Regions from separate parts of the Rattus norvegicus genome. Here region 1 is linked to region 2. A link is a contact called in public Hi-C data. All regions are on one chromosome and are shown on one strand. Each heading gives the region's core, a stretch centred on a gene start, on an enhancer-like site or on the middle of the called end of the contact. The rest is flanking DNA. Distances are from core to core; before and after follow the strand shown.

What was found. A called contact is a pair of places that touch in the nucleus more often than the background predicts.
Region 1: a contact with region 2 is called in a Hi-C map of liver, with 2.7 times the contacts expected there. The contact joins two enhancer-like sites. A contact is called at or near these places in 3 of 12 Hi-C or Micro-C datasets (liver and mammary epithelial cells).

Annotation. Positions count from the first base shown.
Region 1 is chr6:104,686,245-104,693,569 of GRCr8, reverse strand. No RefSeq gene overlaps it. Among named protein-coding and RNA genes, the nearest start is that of Zfp36l1, 21 kb to the right of the region's middle. Within about 2 kb of position 5,754, at least 67 of the 93 cell types and tissues checked have an H3K27ac peak or open chromatin away from gene starts, as enhancers often do. A contact at or near this core is called in liver, where this site is marked.
Region 2 is chr6:104,354,308-104,361,796 of GRCr8, reverse strand. The region is part of intron 9 of Rad51b (RAD51 paralog B); the gene reads right to left. All of the region lies in intron 1 of LOC134479406 (a long non-coding RNA gene), which reads left to right. Among named protein-coding and RNA genes, the nearest start is that of Atp5pdl1, 72 kb to the left of the region's middle. Within about 2 kb of position 3,071, at least 3 of the 93 cell types and tissues checked have an H3K27ac peak or open chromatin away from gene starts, as enhancers often do. A contact at or near this core is called in liver, where this site is marked.

The DNA of each region.
Region 1 (7,325 bases), core at 4,505-7,004, 330 kb before region 2:
GGCCTTGGGAAAGTCATTGGTAAAATTTTAGTAGTTGAAGAAATACACCCCTAGAAGCCAGGCAGTGCTTTGTTACAAGGGAACGGTGACTATGTCCAACCTTGAGAAAGCCCCTGCCATTCTGTTCAGCCCAGCATCCCACACTGCTCCTGGGGTGATGCCCTGAGGCCCTGGTGGGTGCAGAGCGTTATCCCCTTCCCGTCTCTGTTTCCTTGACAGGGTAGCCTACCTTCCAGATACAGGCGTAGGGTAGGGTGCAGGCTCATGCTATTGGCCTGCTCTGCCAGGAAGTCCACTTTGGTGGAGATGGAAAGATGGGGGATGTGGGATGCGCCTGAGTATCTCCACTCTCTAGCTGCCCACAGGTTGGGTACCACCTCAGCCTTGCCGCTGGTATGTGGCCATTGCTGCTTTGGTCCTCATGCCACAGTAATAATTAGCTAATTCTTTTTGCAGTCTTGAGGGTCAAACCCAGGTTTCCACGTACTGTGTAAGTGTTCTCCTAGAATTACAACCCAGCCTTGCTCTCTGTTTTAAGCTCTTTAGAGCATAGGGACTCTGTATTTGTTATTGTGTTCAACCTTTAAATCCTTGTTGCCCAGCAGAGTGGCTTGCGTTGAATGAATGAATGAATGAATGAATGAATGAATGAAACCCCAGATACCAGGCAGAGACATGTCCTGAACAGGATACATGGATTAGTATAAACTCTCTTGTCTGGGCACTGCCAAATAGACATCCCAGGCACCTAGGCATTCTAGGTCTTGTGGCCTCCACCTGTACTGGACTTGGGTGTTGTCAGGGCCACTCATGCCTTAGCCTTCTTGATATGACAGATCCTGTTCTCTGAGGTGAGGGTCACCCCACGTGGGGTGGTACCCAGAACTGCCAGTGTGAAAGATGCTGAGCTCAGCATCGTGTTGCCTGTTGGGAACCCCCACTTCCTGCTCCCTGGCACAGCACCCACTTCTGCCCTGGGAATCGAGCTCTCTGAGGTAGAGACTATAAGGCTCTAGGCATGAAGAGGGTCTTCGTGTGCGCCCGATGATCCCTCTGCTGGTGGCCCTGACTGCACTGCCCAGGCTTCTTGCTTTGGGAACAGAACTCCTTCCCTAGTCTGCTTCGCAGGCTCCAGCCCTTTGGACAAGATGTGAGGAAGAGTTTGGGGCCCCAGAGGTGTTAAGGCCATTGGGTGTCAAGGGCTGGAATTCCTCAGAACGTAGTCTTTGCAACCACACTGTGGCCTTGCCTGGAACACGGTGACTAGACCACCTCGCCCACATTTGGGAACATGTGCTGAGAAGTGACCTCAGAGATGAGGGAGCCGGCATCTCCATACCGAAGTGGCCTTATTCCTGGACACGAATGACAGGATGAGGCCATCTGGGGAACAGATTTACACAGCTCATTTCTTCACAGCGTGGACTCGGGCTGGAACCAGGCCTCCTTTCTGCAGAATTTGCTGTGACCTCTTGGTATCGCTTGCTTGTCCCACATCTCCTCCACTGTAAAACGGAGATATATGTATGGCTGTGGAACATTGTTTAACCATAAAAGGAAGTTAATATGGGTGCATGTTACATGTGGACAAACATTGACAGTGTAGGTAAGTGAAAGAAAGGAGACACAAAAAACCTTGGATAGCTGAGGGAGATCCAGGAAGTACATTGGTGTCTTCTGGAGGGTGTGGGAGGGATGCTCAGTGGGCATGGGCTTCCTTTAGGGTTGATGAAAATGTAGCTTGACAGGCAGGGAGGCACAAGCCTTTCATCCCAGCAGTAGACAAAGGTATGTGGATCTATGTGAGTCCAGGGCCAGACTGGTCTACATAATAAGTTATAGGTCTAGCCAGAGTTAAATAGTGAGATCTCATCTAAAATAAAAAAAAAAAAGTATAACTAGCTTCAGGTAGAGCGAGAGAGTCACACAACGTCATCGATATGAATGCCATGGAGTTGTTCAATGTTTTAAAAAGGTTGCCACCCATTCACCAAGTGCACGGAAGGTCTCCAGAAAAAGCCGGCTGAGCTCAGACAGCAGCGTGACAACTGTCCTTAGCCTGGTGGTTACACAGTTCTTGGTCTCACTGCAGCAGACTGCAGGAATTCCAGCAGGACCCCAGGGGACAAGGAGCCAGAGGCAGATCGAAACCTGCTTTGCTAGACGGGCATCGCGATTCCTGTGCTGCAAAGCTGGCCCTCCAACCTTGTCTCTGAATCTGCCCACGTCAGTCTCTATCTCCTCTTCACCCAGGGTATTGTGTGGAGGACTGAAGTGCTTGTGACCACTGCATGTGACATGTGACAACCGTTGTCCCTGTCACGGTGTGCTCTTTTGGCCCCTCATCTCTTGTTCTTGTGCCTGGAGTCTGCCATGCAGTCAAGCAAACACTCCCGCTGAGCTGTATTCCCAGCCTGGCATGGGCTAGCTGCTCAGTTAATGCCTATGGAAGGCACAGATGCTCCTTATGTGCGTCGTGAGTGCCAGCACCTGCCCGCTAAGTACTGCCAATCAGTGAGGGAGGCCAGACTTGAGGCTACAGAATGTCATAATAGAGTTTGGATCTGGACCTGTTAGCCCCAGCTCAGAGCCCTCTACCTACCCAGACACACCCCAGCCGAGCCTGGACCCTGGCCTTGCAACTTGCGGGAGCTGGAACAATGATTAGCTTTGTGGCCTCCGGACCCTTTCAGCCCCCCAACTCCTTCCACTCTCAGGCCCTCAGCAGCCCCGCCCCCACCCCTGGAAACTTTTTCTCAGACCCAGCCGCCTTAGCCAGCTCCCTTTCCTGAGAACCTCTGTCATAAACAAGGCAAGGCCCTGATCTGGCCTGCCTCTCCGCCCCCACCCTTCCTCACCTTGGTTATAAATATGGGGGTTACGCCTTATACTCACACTCAGAACCTTTCATCTGGGGTGCTCTTGGCTGCTGGGAGGCTAATTAAGCTTCTCCCTGGGTAGGGTGAGTAAGAGCTGCCATCCCAGCCTGGGAGCTGCCTAGCACACATGGGGCTAGCTTTCCTGGGGAGAAGGAAATGGGGCAAGCCGTCATCGGCCGCCTACCTCTCCGCACTCTTTGTCACGGGGCTTCCACACACAGATCCCCATTCTCTGGCCATAATGAAGGCCGTTTATTGAGCGCTTACTATGTGCCTAGGGCTTGCTAAACTTCCACCTATTAAATGTTAAGCACATGTGCCGAGCACCAGGGCTATTGTGAAATGGCACTTGTGGCTCCCATGACGGGGTTTGACTCCTGGCTGGCCAGAGGCCAGTCCTTCCACACATGACCTCATGAGAAGCCCTTGTGCCTGGCATGGAGTCAGCACCCGAGAGCTGATCATTACTAATCTTTGGAATCTTCCGACAAGGCAGAATGCTGTGCCTTCCCACTTCTCAGATGAGGCGACTGAGGCTCAGAGAGATTAAGCTACCCGCTGGAGAGAACACAAAGCTGGTTTTGAACTGGAAAGTGACTTGTGTTTTGTTTGTTTTTATGAGTTCTTCTCCCCAGCTCAATGGGCCTGGAGTCCACTGACCCTCAAAGACTTTGCATAACACTGGAGTGATTTGGGGGCCCTGGATAGGAGTTCTCCTGTCTTCCTTCTCCCTGACAGGGTGCTGGTAGGCTGAGCTTGACCATCTAATACCTCATCCTAATCCACCATTCTTCTGAGGAGGAAAGGGGCTGGGCAAGCTGACAGGACTAACAGGAAATGTTCTCCATGGAAGTCTGACCAGCAGGGAGGCAGTGACTGCTGTTTATCTCTCCACATGTTCAGTGTGGCATGGGTACCCTACAACAAACATCCTTACAACAGCATTTGTGGTTGCGGTGTGCCAACCTGGCCAACCCTGGGGTCATTAGGGAGGGGAATAAGTAAGAGGGGTGGGAACCGAGACTCAGGAGGAGATTTGGCGTCCCCCTATCTGTTCCCCAAAGTGCTTGGAGCAGCAGGGCAGAGCCAGCATGAGCTTGTCCTTTGAGGCCCTCCCCACACGTCGGGATTGTGACACCAGTACCAAGTATACAGCAGGTGCTTAACAATGTTCCCTGGAGAAATGGGCCCCAGACAAAATGTGGACTACACGGATGGGACGATGACACCCTATCTTCTTACCACTGCCCAACACATCCGCTTATGTCAAATGTGATTCTCCCTCAGGCCTCAAGGAAGGGCCTAGACAAACCTGACTCAGTTAGTGAAAAGTCCACAAGTACTTGGCTGGGAGTCCTAAAGGGAAGTTAGGTATCATTCTTGGTGTGAGATCTCAGTTCCCAGGGTCTCTTCTGAAGAGGGAGGTCCTGGGTACCAGATGGGATCTTGCCCATTGGTCTCTCTTCTTGTTTCCGCAGTTTTGCCCTTCAACCTTTGAATGGGTGGCAGTGCTCTGTCCCATCTGCTTGCTTGCCACAAGCACTGTCTTGGGTTCTCCCCAGGACCTTCCTGCTCCCTTCTTCTAGACCCGATTTAGACTTTCCACCAGAAGGCAACTTCCATACCTCCCAGATGCTCCTAGATTTGCAGGGAAGCCATGTCCCAACAATCCTATCATAAACCGAAAATGCCAGGTAGTGTGGAAAGTGTGCCTGCTTCCTTAACTTATCAAACATCACCCCTGTGCAGTGCAGTACACTACAGACCACAGTCTGTTTTCCACTCACGACTGTGGGAACTTTCTGCAAAAGAATATTGTGTTTACTGCTAGTCCAGGGGGAAAACCCAGAGTTAAAAATTCAACCGTGGCTCCTACTGAATGTATATTATTTAGGTTCCAACTTACAGTGAAATTATGATAAATTGGGGACTGTAGTTCCCTATTTATGTCTTCTCTCAGTGCCTTAATGTGTTCCTTCAGAAAAATTTGAAAACTTTTTCAAATTGGGGCTAGGAAAGGTGATTCACAGGCCCAATGACCTGAGTTTGGTCCCCAAAATCTATACGTTGGAAGGAGGGAAACCAGTCTTGAAAACTGTCCTTATTTAATGTAAGCACACCTGTGAACACACACACACACACACACACACACACACACACACACACACGTATGTATAAATGTATCAAAACTTTTTCAGGGGGCTAGAGAGATGACTCAGCAGTTAAGGTCACTGGCTACTCTTAGAAGATCCAGGTTCAATTCCCAGCACTCACATGACAGCTTACAAACGTCTGTAATTCTAGTTCAGGGGATCTGAAGTCCTCTTCTGGCCTTAGAGTGTGTTGCCCGCACATGGTACACAGAAGTACATAGGCAGACATCTATGCGCTTAAAATTGAAAACTTTCTCAAGTGCCGCCATAGATTTGTGAGATTACTCTGCTCAGTGTCATATAGGGGAGAGCTTTGTCAGGGTCCTCTGTGCTGTCTGCACGGTATTTTGTATACTGGAGTGGATGGTCGAGCCCTCATCTAAGTAAGAGAACCAAGCTGGTGGGTTCAGGACCAGCAGGCAACAGCAGTATCCACCCTGGAACTCCGTAAAATGCAAACTCTGAATCAGGGCCGGGCTAACAGAAGTGTTGGATGCCTAGGGAAGTGTGGTGCACTCTCGTGGTTCGAGAACTCTCTAGAAAGCTGAGTCTCAGTGTCAGGTGATCAGGGCAGTTTTGGTGGTCCCGCATGTGCTGTTTGGCACACTGGCCAGTGGAGGGCAGTGTTGCCACGCCCATCGCGCCTCCTGGGCTGGCGGTGCGGCGGGAAAGGCCCCGGGAGGCCGGCTGGGGAAGACCGGCTGGCCGACCGCAGCCGGCTCGCCATCCGCGGACCCGGCCGCAGACGCTCCGAGATGCGGAAGGGCCAGCAGCGGCCCTGAAGCTCCGGGCAAGCCACACTGCCACTCTGCCGCTCTGCTGCGTCCGGGTCTGGAAGGTTCGCGAGGCGCCGGGGCTCAGGGGAGGAGGCTTGCTCGGGCCGGCCGGGGCAGTGTGCCAGAGAGGGCGGCGGAACCTTGACCGCGGCCCCGGAGGCAAAGGGCAGCCTCCGCGTGATGCCTCGGCGAGCAAAACAAGCCGGCCATCTTGGCGCCCTTAACCCGCTCCTGGCCGCTCTAGGCGCGGCCAAGGGTCCGGCCACCGAGCCCCGCAGTAGACCTAGGTTTGGAAACCGAAATGCCATGGGCATGGGAAGGAATTTCTAAGAACGGGAAGAAAACCGGAGGTCTTGGCACGTTCCCTGGGACGTTTGGGAATGCTATCAGTTAGCCATTAGCAGGCAGGGCCAGCGCTTCGGTCAGTGATTGGATTTGTCCCAGTCGCCTCCTAGTTCTTTTTGCCCTATATTCAAAGAGCTTAAAGTCATGGGTGGTTGAAGTAGGTCAGAGTGATCACCAGGCGGTTGCCTGGCAGCCCAGTGTCAGGGTCCGAGACAAGGTGATATTCCAGTGGATGCCCTCGGGTCGTACCAACCCAGGGTCAAGGACTAACTGCTCCAGTGTTATAGGTGATCAGCTCATTTCCAGTTTCTCAATCATTCTGATGTCATCCAAGGAACAGAAGACCCCACCGTTCCTCCTCTCTGCCTAGCTTACATGTTGTTCTATCATTTGTAGATTTTAGAATATTCTCTCTTCTGTCAGCCCCCATTAGGAAGCCTTCTTTAATTTCCTCCTCTGTTTCCGGTGAAGTTGCCTCTTCCTGGCTAGCCCACCTACATGCCATCATCAGCGGGATTCGGCTACTCTCAGTCTTTGTGGCTGCGCCCTCCCCTTCTGAATCTCGAGGACCCATGAGTGTCAGGCCCATCAAGAAGTTGGTCTTCTTACTGGGTAGGTAGGTCACTCCTTGCAAGAGGATTACCATGATTGAATAGGTTTTAATCTGGATTTGGGCTAGGAGTTAGGCAAGGTTCACAGGTGTTTTGAACTTTAGCACAGGGGTATGTATAGTGGTGGTGTTTTCTTAAGCCCTGCAATGGAACCCTTTTGTGTGTTTACTGAAAGTTATTCTGAGTAGGACTGTCAGGGTGCGGTAGGAACCAAAACCGTAGGTGTGAACCAGACTGAGAAGATGACCCCTCAGAGCCTCTCTGTGCGGTTCTGTATGGCCCGGGCTGTGAGCAATGGGAGGACAACCAGGCAGGCAGGCTCAGGACCAACTGAAGACTGACCACGCTGATGGTTCTCAACCTGTGGGTCGAGACCCCTCTGGGAATCAAAGGACCATTGGAAAACACCGATATTTGCACTGTGATTCACAACAGTGGGAAAATTACGATTATGAAGTAGCAACGAAGATCATTTTATGTGTGTGTGTGGGGGGGGGTCACCACAGCATGAGGAACTGTATTAAAGAGTCTCAGCGTCAGAAAGGTTGAGGACCACTGGTC
Region 2 (7,489 bases), core at 1,822-4,321:
CACAGACACACACACACACACACACACACACACACACACACACGCAAATGTAAAAAAATAGTTTCATTAAAAAGCCTAGAAAATAATTGGTGGATTATTTTATTATAATATTTCTACTAAACTGATATGAAACATATCCTGTTTCATAAGTAAAAATGTCTGCAATAAGTGACAGTTTGTCGCAGAATCACCTTGGTAGTCAAAGGAATTAAAAGATCCCAAACCATAAAAAAGCTTACACACATATATCTCAATTTAGCATCTACAGATGAATTGAGAATCAATTACATAAAAAGATCACAAGTTTTTGTGACAGGGTTTGGATCTCAACCTTTAGTTAGGCACCTGGGCAGGTCCCACTGGCTTCTCTCATTTGGTTATTCCCCTTTTTCTTTCTAGTAAACAACTTGCAGTTGTCTACATTTCTTTGCCCTTTTTTTTTTTTTGCAACTAAATGTGGCCATGTGTGCAAGCTTTGATGCACTGAACACAAATAGAAATGACAGGTAAAGCTTCAACTCATGTTTTCATAAGAAGCTGAATGCCCAGGTCTCTTCCTGTCCTCCTTCCCAAGAGCAGGAACATGTTCCAACCACACAGACACTGCTGCTGCTGCTGCTGAAGCCATGCATGAGAAAGGTGGTCTGGGAGAGCATCAGTGCCTACCGCCAGGTCACCCGACCTCTTAGGACAGAACTACCTGTCTCAGCCTCTGTGTTTCAAGTGGAAAATAAGTAAGGGGGACTCAGCCCATCACGCATGCTTCCCAAACACCCTTTTTCCACCAAGAAACAATACACTTCGCTTTAGTCTTTAATTGAATCTTGATCATTTTTATAGCTGCTCTAAAGTTACTTGATGCACTAGCTCATCGAGCTAAGAGCCAACGTCAAAGGCATCTCGAGAATCTGAAAGTTGAGGCGGTTCATTTCCTGATGGGCATAGTTCGGGGATGGCTCATGTGAATTTTAAGGATGTTCTTTCAGTGGGTGTGTGTTCCAAACTGTAATATAATCACTTGCAGGCCCAGGAACATGTAGATTCCTATTTGGTAGATTTTGAGAGGAGCCTGAGAAGTCTAGATGTGCTTCTCACAGGCTTCCACTAATCATGCATGAGAGGCCTGACTCTGAAAAGTCTGGAATGGGAAGGCAGGAGATGAGAGGCCTGGGGCCAGTCAGGAGCTGCTGGGGTAAATCTGGGATGACACCAAAATGGACCTATATCCAAAGAAAAGAAAACAAATAAAACCCCAAATCTAGGATCATCTTTTATTTGTTTGTGTGGCTTGGTTTCTTGAGGCAGGATTTCTCAGTGTAGTCCTGGTTGTCCTAGAACTCGTTCTGGAGACCAGGCTGATCTCAAACTCAGAGATCTGCCTGCCTCTGCCTCCCGGGTGTTGGGGTTAAAGATGTTTGCTATCACACCCAGCAAATCTAGGATCTTTATTGTCTGTGTGTAGCAACAAGAAGCAAAGGCCAAAGAATATGATCAAATATCAATGCATAAGGTATCACATTCTGAGTGTTATATTATTATTTTTATAGACTACAGAAGTTGAGAATTAGATAAAATATAATATTCTAATACTTGATGGAGCAGTGCCTTTGAATCTAAGCTGTCTCCTGATGCCGGGTGCACCCCACAATAAGGTTCTGAGCCTCAGCTAAGGGACGTTGTATCCAGAAGGACTTCTTGAAAATAGTCACAGGGTTTGGAGAGGTCACGGATTAAGATGTGTGCAGTTAGTGAGAGGCAGTGAGATAACCATGTCAGGTGGAGCCCATTGCCTTTCAGACTGATAGGTGAGAGGGGTATCTCCAACATGAGGTATTTAATTGTAGCAAAAAATGTGATCAACCTTCTTGGTATCCTACTGGATAAAGTGAGGACGAGTAAGGCTGGATGCTGGTAGCATTAAGTGGGTTTGCGAGTGATCAAACGGTCCTTAGCAACCTATGAGGGGCAGCAACCTTGAGCAGGTGCCCCCGAATCTAACCTTGGCCTTGTCACATTCAGCATTTTTACGGAGGCAAGTGAAGATGTTGCTGTACCCATACCCTAAAACAAACATGGAGCCCAATAGGGAAGAAAGTGACCAAAAACCACTCTGTCTCAACACACCTTACATTCTAAAGGAGGCAAAAGGTAATGCTGAATGGCTGTGGTGTGCTAGGCAGTTGTGTGTCTATGAAGGGGAGCAGAAAAGAGCATAGAGGGGCTGGGGATTTAGCTCAGTGGTAGAGCGCTTACCTAGGAAGCGCAAGGCCCTGGGTTCGGTCCCCAGCTCCGAAAAAAAGTACCAAAAAAAAAAAAAAAAAGAAAAGAGCATAGAACAGATATTGTGGTTGATTAGGGAAGTGCTTGGTTTTAAATAGAGGGGTGGAGGTCACTGAAAAGGGCTGAGGATTATGTGACTAACACACCCAAGGGAAGTTGATTTGAGGAGGTAACAGAAGAGAAACATAGGGGCTGGAGAGATGGCTCAGTGGTTAAGATCACTGACTGCTCTTCCAGAGGTCCTGAGTCAAGTTCCCAGCAACCACATGGTGGCTTACAACCATCTATGATGGGATCTGATGCCCTCTTCTGGTGTGTCTGAAGACAGCTACAGTGTACTCATATATATACATATACAATGAGTAAATAAGGCTTTAAAACAGACGAAGAAGAAGAAGAAAAAGAAGAAGATGACAAAGGGGAGTTTGTACATTAACCAGGCAACTGTGATAATCAAATGAATCTCAATTTGGCTAAAACGTTGAGACAAATCTTATGTTTATTTTAGCGGAAGGTCAAAGGTTTATATATTAAGAGGTAACCAGAAAATCGCATATCTTGGAGAGTACAATTTCATTGAAATAAATGTAAGGCCGTCTCTTTGGGAACAGAGTATCCGTTATTGGTGACATGTTAGGAGAAATGAGATTTGGCATTCAGAAAATAGACTAGGAATGTTAGTCAAATGAATCAGCTCTGAGATGTGGCTCAAAAACCTAGTGCGGGCTCAGGTTGTAAGTTCAGCCTCTGCAGGGAGCGGGGGTTGTGTCAGCAAACCGCACTTAATGAATGCAGCATGTTTGGATAGGGGACAAAATCCAAACTCCAAACTGACAAACAGGAGGACACCTAAAGGAGAGCAAACAGAGGTGGTTGAAAGTCCAAAGCACTTCAGATCACAAACACTTCGATGCAGTCCCAAAGGCTGGACGTTGAGGGGAAGTCCACACTGCTTCTGAGTTTTCATAGGTGTGTCTCACAAAACTAGTTGGGGGATATAAAAGCCCCATAGCTGTCAATGAAAAGAGTGACAAATGCTGCATGTCTTTGTAAATACGCAAAGACTCTTCTCTCCTGAAACATGACCCAGTAGCCTATACCTTTGCACCCCTTTGCCATTCAAACTAAAAGCTAGCTCCTGCATATACGTGTGTGTATGTGTAGCATATAGGGGGAGTGTGGGGCCCGAGATAGACTTTGAATGTATTTCAGTATTGCTCTCAACCATATTTTTCGAGACAGGTTTTCCAATTAAACCTGGCGCTCACTATTATGGCTCTACTGGCTGGTCATCAGGCCTCCAGCATCCTCCTATCTCTGCACCCTGCCTCAGAACTAGAGTTACAGGCACATACTGCCATGCCTGGTTTTCTACATGGCTACTTGGGACCTGAACTCAGGTAGCCACGTTTCTATAGCAAGTACTTTACCCACTGAGCCACTCCCCAGGGTAAACCACCCTTGGAAGCAAACGGCCTCACAGCTGGTGACTTGGGCTCTTCTGCTTCAGATGTTCAGTGGCCTCTCATGGTTGGAGTGTTCTAGTGTGTACATGTGGGCGGTCATCCAGAGTCCCTGTATCTTTTCCAGCACATAGGCCTGCAAGGAGGCCTGGGGACTAGGAAAACCCTGAGTCCTTTGTGGGGAAAAAAAGAAGTGGGCTCTGCCTCTGAGGGTTCCAAAGTCTCCATTTGTAATACCGAATGGTAAGCCCCAATTGGACAGATGTAGATCAGTCCACTTCTCTTGGGGGTGAAAAAACCAGCCAAGGAAAAGACAAGATAGCAAATACACCCCACAGTAAGGTTATTGCATGATTCAAGGCGGGGGTAAAGGGTGGGGGGCTGGCTAGGGCATCTGTGCAGTGACCTCACGGTTTGTGGCTTCCACACTGGCACTGCCTTTCATCTCTGAATGCCCAAGCCTTTCAGCCTGGGTGCAAATGCTGTCTCTTCCAGAAACTAGTATTCTCTCCCCAGCCTAGGGCCATCTCTCCCTAACCCATCACGCTGTCTCTGCAGCTCTCTGAGAATGAAATCGGTTTTATTACTGTTCTTTAACACACACACACACACACACACACACACACACACACACACACACACAATATTATTTTATTTTATGTGTATGGGTATCTTGCCTGCTTGTATGTCTGTGTCGTGTGATGTGCTTGGCACTTGCACAGCCCAGAAGAGGGTGTTGGGTTCCTTGGTACTGGAGTTATAAGCTTCTGTGTGGGTGATGGGAACTAAACTTGGTTCCTCTGGAAGAACAGCTATTGCCATCTCTCCAGTCCTCATTGCTGTACGATAGCATGAATATAGGCAAGGAATCTACTGTATTTGGTGGCAGCCATCATCGCCAACAGCTGCTTTTGGCTCCCACGCCTTTTAGAATGCTCTTGATAGAAAACAAGTTCCTCTCTGGAGCAAAAGGTGGAATGAATAAATGTATAAAGTGGCGACCCACCAGAGCTCCACTGATTTGTATCTATTTTTAAAATTTATCTGTAGTTTCTCTCCCAGTTAGGGGACTTAGAAAATGCCATAGAAAAGAGCAGGCTACCTCCCAAGCTCTGACAAGAGACTTAGCTTGGTCAGGACCCAAAGTCAAGCCATTGGTTCCAGCTTGCTATAGCATCATGTGTTTTTCCTGCCCTGATCCTACTTCTATAAGGCTTAAAAGTGGAAAAGGAGTCATAGAACAGAAAGTGCTGGGCACAGGAGTCCTTCTCCAGGATGAGGACGCCTTCCAGGAATAGTGCCTGTGCCCTGCTGTTATGATACAGGTATTCTATCATTCTATTGTCTGGAGCAGCCCAGCCTGGTCCTCTTCCATGGTTGGCCAGGGCAGACAATGGGGAGGGGGATCTTGGGGTGTTGAGTAAAGGCTATTCTGGAGGGTGCTTTTGGAAAGATTTGGTCCTGGCAGGCTCTGTTAGTTCCTGCAATACAGCCCAGGCTCAGGAAACAGTGAGTTTTGTCTTTGTGGCCTAGGAAAGCAAGTTTGAATAGGCAGCCATGTGGGGAGGCAGCCTGGCACCAGCTCTCCCACTTTCTCTTCCACAAGCCCATGCCCGGAAGGCTCCTTTTAACCCTGGTGATGAGCACCTTCCTCATTTCTCTTCTTCCTCTTCCCGCCCACATCCTAGAGCTCACAGTGGTTGAGGGTGAGGGCCGGGTAAAGGGCTTGGCAGAGTCAAAGTGTGCAGAAAACCTTTTCTTCCCTGAGGAGCAGGTGCTTGGCTTTCTGCTCTCAGCTGAGGAAACAGTGGCCAAGAAACAGCTGAGAGACAGCTCAGAAGTGACACCTTGCACACCCACCCACGTTTTCCTGTCCTCGCTTTTCAATTCTTTCTCAGTCTTTCCGTTGATCAGCAAGATTCTGTGGTTGTTGATGACTAGAGCCGGGATGTGCTTGCAGGACACGTCTGAGCCTTTCATCTGTATGCACGATCCTACTAGGGAGCTCGGGAGAAACCTGTGGACTCTGAAATGTCTTTCAATGAGGATTCTATTATCTCATTTCATCTGTAGTCTGGGCTAACAAAACCCATTGCTAAATGAAACACATCTTTCCTCTAGCTCTGCCAAGTGACTGTGACAATCTTACATGCCAGGCTTTTGCCTCCTTGTTGAAGACTTAGAAAAAGATTCCCTCAAATGCTTGGAAGCCCAGGAAGAAAGCTGCTTGGCTTGGCATTGAGTAATCCAAGAGGTGAAAAACCTCATGGCTTGCCCCTTCCCCAGGTTGAGCGGAGTCCTCCAAGCTAAGGACAGGAGGTCCGGAAATGCTTCAGACAGGAAGGTCTGTGTCTGCAAGGAGGCCGTAAGTTGAGGGGTTCCGAAGTACACCCAGAGGTTCTCATAGGAATTCCCTGTCATTGTGTTGAAGGAACTACAGGAAAGGCGCCGGGCAGCTGTTGTGTGTATCTAGATCTGACCCTGATTAGAACCTGCTTCACTAGGAAAACCACTCTCCGTGGAATACAGAAGCTTTGGCAACAATGCCACAGCCATGAGAGAAGAGCCAGCGAAGACTTCAATGGCATCTAAGTCGTCTTTTCAAAACAGAGGGGCTCGGGTTCAGGCAGAGTGGACATGGCAGGGTGGAAAGTAGACCGTACCTCGGCGAGCGTGGAATTATTACTTTATCTCCGTTTAGCAGCTTCTCCCACGACATTTAGTCACAGAGAGTAAGCTGGCCCAAATTGCTACAAAATAGTGATTTCCTAGGTTTTAGGATGAACCCCCTAGAAGGTCTGCACCCAAGGCTGTGAGTTCACATTGTGCCACAGAATACTATTACTTTCTTTGATAGCACCTCTCTAGTGCCGTTTCCAAAATGTTTTCTTATAACATAGGATTATGAAAGTATTATCTAGAAGAGAATATATTCCTTAAAGAAAACAGTTTCCTCAGGTCAATGGGATGCTAGCTGAGTGAATTATAAGACAGGATCAGAGTGAGATTTTTCTCACTGCTTTCTCATCATTATTTCATTATTAGAAATTTCAAATACACAGTAAAATGGAGAACATTTATAATGAATATCTACGAACCAATCATCTTTCTTTATAATTAGCATTTTTATAGTTACATCCTAGTTACCTATCAACTCACCTGCATTTGTTACCTGTCAAAATAAATTGCAAACGTTAGCTCATTTTTGCCTAAGTACGTTCACATGCATATAACTGTTATAAGATTACGGTTTGCTCATGTATCTTATCAGTCATGCTGGTTTTTATTTAATGTTCATCAATGTATATAATATACATATAGTGTACTATATGTATATAATAGAATTGGAGAAAATATGATGAATATACATGTGTTCATATATAAACTTAATCAGTAAAGCTGGTCACTAATCTTTCAATATGAACTTTTATTCAGATACACTGTACATGGAATGAACTTATTGTTCATTGCATTGAATCTAGAGATTTTCCTTTGAATACCACTTTAACTATGTCATGCAGGCTTTGGAAATAGAATAGTATATATTCTATTTCAATTGCCACAATTTTCTATCCTGATTGATTCTTTGCTTTGTTTATTTCAAAGTACCCAATTCAGAATTTTCAAAATTTCTGCCTGTCATTTGTTGCTAACTCCATTCCACCACAACTGGAGAAGTTTGTCAGATTTCAGCTCTCTTAGATGTGTTGAGACTCGTATGAGGGTGCTCCACTCAGACAAGAGTG